2 separate regions of the Sus scrofa genome follow, and region 2 is linked to region 1. A link is a contact called in public Hi-C data. All regions are on one chromosome and are shown on one strand. Each heading gives the region's core, a stretch centred on a gene start, on an enhancer-like site or on the middle of the called end of the contact. The rest is flanking DNA. Distances are from core to core; before and after follow the strand shown. Region 1 has its middle 19 kb from the start of PLXND1. Region 2 has its middle 62 kb from the start of TRH.

Region 1 (2,700 bases), core at 3-2,502:
GGTGGCTACAGCTCCGATTCAACCCCTAGCCTGGGAACCTCCATATGCCTCGGGAGCGGCCCAAGAATTAGCAACAATAACAACAAAGACAAAAGACAAAAAAAAAAAAAAAAAGTTTTGTCAAATTCTGTTGTACAACAAAGTGACCCAATTACACACATTTTCCTGTGCTGTACAGTAGGATCTCATTGCCCATCCATTTCAAATATAACAGTTTCCACACACGGAGAGACTGCTGGGTGGCTGGACAGAGGGACGTCAGGAGCCGCGGCTAGAGGCGGGGAGTTTGTCTCCAAGAGGGAGGGTGTACTTCCCATAACAGCCACCAAGAGGCGCCAGAGACCGAGTTTGTGGCAAGGTGCTGCAAACTCGGTCTCTGGCTCCCCCTGGTGGCTAATGTTAGAAGTACTCCTTCCTTGTTGGAAACTTCAAACTCCCCGCCTCTAGCAGCGGCTCCCAACATCCCTCTATCCAACCACCCAGCAGTTTCTGGCTGTCTGGGTCTGATTTTCCTATAGGTCTCTCAACTTCTACAGGCGCATTTCTTGTGCGGTTGAGGTGAAGTGGCAATAATCTTGCTTTGAAAAGAGTCTGAATTTCAGAGCTTCCAACACGGACGCTTTCTACAGCTAGGGAAAGTGAGGCCCAGAAACAGCAAGTAACCGATCAAGACCAGAACAGAAGCTTTTCTGACTTCTTTTTTCTCAACTGCCGGCCCAAGCCCCGCCGTCCCCTCAATGGCTTTGACTCCCTGATGCGGGCTCTCCCCTAACGTGGTCTCCACAAGGCTGCCCTCTGGCCTCCCGCCCTCCTGCAGCGTGCCTCACCGCCACCCGCCCCCAGTTTCAAACGTTCTAGTCTCGGGGTCTTTGTCCACACGGTCCCTCTGCCTGACACCCCACAGCCCCTCCCAGGGCCGGCCCTTCCTCCTGTGCTGTCTGCCAGCGTGTTACCTGCCCAGAGCCTTCGGGGACCACCCAACTATCTGCACCCTCCCTCACCGGTCTCCCCGTATGTGCAACTATGTCCTCAACTATTTGTCGTCTACTTGTTGCTCTCTGCCCCTCTTCCCCCACTGGAATGGGGACCCTGCTGGCTTCCCAGTGTGTCCCCAGTGCCTCGCACAGAAGGGGGCTTTGGCAAGGGCAGGAACTTTTATTCCGTCTCCTTGATTCCCCCAGCTTTGCGCCCACGTGACCATCGGCAAGGGAATGTGCCCCACCCCACCCCCAGCAGCGTCTGTGGTTTCTGAGGGGCTCAAAGTCCCAAGGGAGAAGTAGTGGCTCAAGTCTCACTGGCCTCTGGGGACAGCAAGCTGGCCAGAACCAGGAGCTGAACGGCTTCACACCCAATGGAGCGAGGGGTGCAGCAAGGGACGCGGGGATCGGGTGACAGGGCCTGGGCTCCGTCCGTCCGTCTGGCGCTGACTTCTCCCTTGCAAACAGGGAGTGGGGGGTAGGCTGGGGGAGGCTCTGCGGAACGACCCAGGGACCCCAGTCCGCCCTGAGGAGTGTCCCAACCCGGAGACAATGCGAGGCGGGGCTGGAGCGGACGTGTGGACAATGCCGCCCACCCTGCGCACTGCTTCCGGCTTTTCTGGAAGCGCCGAACGCTGGACCTTGGAGGTCGGCGCTGTTTGGGTGACACAGGCAGTACCCCCATGCGGGGCCAGAACCGTGGCGCCGCGTCTCCTCCGCGCTCTGGGCTCCCAACCATGGCGCCCCAGGGCTAGTGGTTCACCCCTGCCTCGCAGAGGCCCACAAGGGGAATGGTGGCTTAAAAAAATTTATTTTTCTATCGAGGTATAATTTACATAGAGGGAAATGGATGGATCTCAAATACGTATAGGCTAATGAATTTTTACAGGTTTATACCCTGTAACCAACCCTCAGAACAAAATAGAATATTCCCATCTCCCCAGATGATCCCCTGCTGCCCCTTCCTAGTCCAATCCTGCACCTAGCCCAGCCCCTGGCAACCACTAGCCTTTTGTGGCCCCTAGAGCATGGCCTGCTCCAGAACATAACTGAAATCCTACAGTGTGGAGACTTTAGACTCTGGCTTTGAAATTCGACCACGTTCTGTCTGTCCACAGAGCATTCCTTTTGATTCTGTGGTATGGCTTCACTTTATTTGTTAATCTAGTCACTGGTTGTGGACTTTCCAGTTATTTCTGGAAAGAATAGGGCAATTATAGGGCTATATATAGTTTCTGTGTGCACCTGTGGTCTCATTTTTTGTCAATACCTAGGAGTGAGATTGCTGGGTTGCCCAAGTCCACATTTGACTTTGTAACAACCTACTACTTGGTTTTCCAGAGTGTCTGCACTGTTATACACACACAGAGACCCAGCAGTGTATCCAAGTTCCCATTGTTCTGCTTCCTGTGGGCACTTGGTGTTGTCAATCTTAAATTTCAGCCACTGGAGTGGGTATGGAGTTGTCTCAAGGGAGTGTTTATTAACTCAACAAATGTGCAAACACCCAGAGTACCCCTGCCTTCAGGAAGTCCCGGCAGGTTCCCATCCTTTTCTCATCCTACCTCCAGGCAGTATTCCGGTACAGGAAGTGGTCCTGGGGTTGGTCAGTGATGTGCACACTCCGGGTAGATAGATGCCTGTCTTCAACCTTCCTACGCTCCGTCCTTCCCAGATGTCCAGCCCCCAGGGGAAGGAGCTGGCGCTGAGTCCCAGGTCAAAG
Region 2 (2,700 bases), core at 117-2,616, 290 kb before region 1:
CTATGGCGTAGGCCTGCAGCTACAGTTCCAATTCAACCCTACCCTTGGAACTTCCATATGCCACAGGTATGGCCATAAAAAGAGAAAAAAAACAAAGTTAAAATTACATGCAGTATAGAGTTCCAATTGTGGCTTAGTGGGTTAAAAACCTGACATTGAGAGGATTTGGGTTCAATCCCTGGCCTTGCTCAGTGGGTTAAGGATCTGGTGTTGGCACAAGCTGTGGTGTAGGTCACAAAGGCAGCTTGGATCCTGTGTTGCTGTGGCTGTGGTGTAGGCCGGCAGCTGTAGCTCCAATTTGACCCCTAGCCTGGGAACTTCCATATATCATGGGTGTGACCCTAAAAAAAAGAAAAAAAATTACATTCAGTAAAACACATAGATCTTAATATATTTCTATGTGCACACTCACGTGTGCAGCCACCACCCAGATCAAGATTCAAGATTTCCAATACCCAAAAAGACTGCTGTGTACCCCTCCCAAGTCAGAATGCTGGCCACCTACCCCCTCTATTCTGATCTGCCTCTATCATCATAGCTTTGTTTTGCCTGTCCTTGAACTTCATGAAATAGAATCATACAATACATGGTCTTTTGTGTCTGGTTGCTTTTTAACTCAACTTAATCTAGAAGGTACTTAATCTAGAAGGTAATATTGGCCCTGTCGCTCTTGATCTTCATCGTATTCCTGTATCAATAGCTAACATTTAGCAGGTGCCAGGTTCCAAATGCTTTTTATGTATATTTTCACTTACTTGTCATGTGTATGTGTACCTGAGAGGTAAGAACAAATCAGGGGATTGGAGCCCAGAGAGGTGAGGTCACTTGCCCAAGACACAGGTGTGCAGTGGCAGAGTTAGGACTGGAAGGCATGCACCGCTCCATCTCTAGTCATGCTTGATCTGAGAGGTTGGAGATCTCATATGCATTTTAAGGGCTGAGAAAAGCTAACCAGGTAGATCTGGGTCTTTGGAAGCTCAAATGGGATAACAAAGGAGTTCCCTTGTGGCATAGTGATTTAAGGATCTGGTGCTGTAGCTGCAGCAGCTCAGGTCAATCCCTGGCCTGGGAACTTCCACATGCCATCCATGTGGCTGAAAATAAAAAAATATGGGATAATAGAAATAAAAGTTTACTAACAAGAATAAAGGGTTGTACACATAGAAGGCAGGGTCATGACTCTTTTAATGTGAATAGAGTCACCACTTAATCATTTATTAACCCAATAAGCATTTATTGAGCACCTAAAGATAAATGGAGGGTCACTGGGCTCAGAATGACAGGGACCAAGTTCTTGCACTATGGAGCTCACAGTCCAGAGAAGAAAGCAGATGTTTAAGGGGAAGTTACACGTATGCTGGGCTAAGAAAGGGGAAGTTCATGATGATCTGGGTGTACGTTAGGAGAAACTAACCTTGTCTGTGGGGTCAAGGAAGGCCTCTCAGGAAATGAAATGAAAGGTCAGCAGAGTTAGGTATACCATGCACAGGAAACAGAAGCAAATGCTGTGAGGTGAGAGACAGAAACTAGCACAGTAATTAGAAGTGTAAAGTCACTAGCATGTGGGAGTTCCCTTTGTGGCTCAGCAATAATAACCCGACTAGTATCCACCAGGATACTGGTTCCATCCCTGGCCTCGTTCAAGTTAAGGATCTGGCATTGCTGTGAGCTGTGGTATAGGTTGCAGATGTGGCTCAGATCTGGTCTTGCTGTTGCTGTGGCATAGGCTGGCAGCTGCAGCTCCGATTTGACCCCTAGCATGGGGACTTCCTTATGCCACGGGTGAGGCCTTAAAAAAAATGTCATTGGCATGTGGCACTTTTCTGTACAACAGTTACTTGTTTTGCTTTTATGAAAATAGGCAGTTTCAGTGCTTACCTGCGCTAATACATCACGGACACTAGATGTGACAGTAGTCTATGGTCACTCTCGACCCTGAATAGTTTTTACCAAATTTTAATTTTGTGAAGCCATGTTCTGTACTGGTTACCCATATTAGTAAAGTTAAACACTTACTGACACGAGAGTATTTGGAAATGTGATAAATTATTGCTGCAAAGATTTTGCAATACTTGAGTGGAATTTAGCTGGATTTTATCAATGTAAGGTTTTTTTTTTTTTTGGTCTTTTTAGGGCCACACCCATAGCATGTGGAAGTTCCCAGGCTAGGAGTCAAATTGGAGCTATAGTTGCTGGCCTACATTACAGCCACAGCAACGCTGGATCCAAGCTGCATCTGTGGCCTATACCACAGCTCAAGGCAACTCTGGATCCTTAACTCAGTGAGCAAGGCCAGGGTCAAACTTGCATCCTCATGCATGCTAGTCAGATTCGTTTCTGCTGAGCCACAACGGGAACTCCCCAAACAATTTAAGGTGTTTAGCTCCTCTGCCTTAATTTCTTTTTTTTTTTTTTTGTCTTTTTGTCTTTTGTTGTTGTTGTTGTTGCTATTTCTTGGGCCGCTCCCGCGGCACATGGAGGTTCCCAGGCTAGGAGTTGAATCAGAGCTGTAGCCACCGGCCTACGCCAGAGCCACAGCAACGTGGGATCTGAGTCATGTCTGCAACCTACACCACAGTTCACGGCAACACCGGATCGTTAACCCACTGAGCAAGGGCAGGGACCCAACCTGCAACCTCATGGTTCCTAGTCGGATTCGTTAACCACTGCGCCACGACGGGAACTCCCTCTCTGCCTTAA

The links. Hi-C and Micro-C count contacts between places; a contact is called where the count stands out from the background.
Region 2: a contact with region 1 is called in a Hi-C map of retroperitoneal adipose tissue, with 2.4 times the contacts expected there. The contact joins two enhancer-like sites. A contact is called at or near these places in 1 of 47 Hi-C or Micro-C datasets (retroperitoneal adipose tissue) and 2 of 2 datasets of contacts at active chromatin or transcription factors (alveolar macrophages and skeletal muscle).

The regions. Positions count from the first base shown.
Region 1 is chr13:69,014,168-69,016,867 of Sscrofa11.1, reverse strand. No RefSeq gene overlaps it. Among named protein-coding and RNA genes, the nearest start is that of PLXND1, 19 kb to the right of the region's middle. Within about 2 kb of position 1,252, at least 10 of the 83 cell types and tissues checked have an H3K27ac peak or open chromatin away from gene starts, as enhancers often do. A contact at or near this core is called in retroperitoneal adipose tissue, where this site is marked.
Region 2 is chr13:69,301,032-69,303,731 of Sscrofa11.1, reverse strand. No RefSeq gene overlaps it. Among named protein-coding and RNA genes, the nearest start is that of TRH, 62 kb to the left of the region's middle. Within about 2 kb of position 1,366, at least 8 of the 83 cell types and tissues checked have an H3K27ac peak or open chromatin away from gene starts, as enhancers often do. A contact at or near this core is called in retroperitoneal adipose tissue, where this site is marked.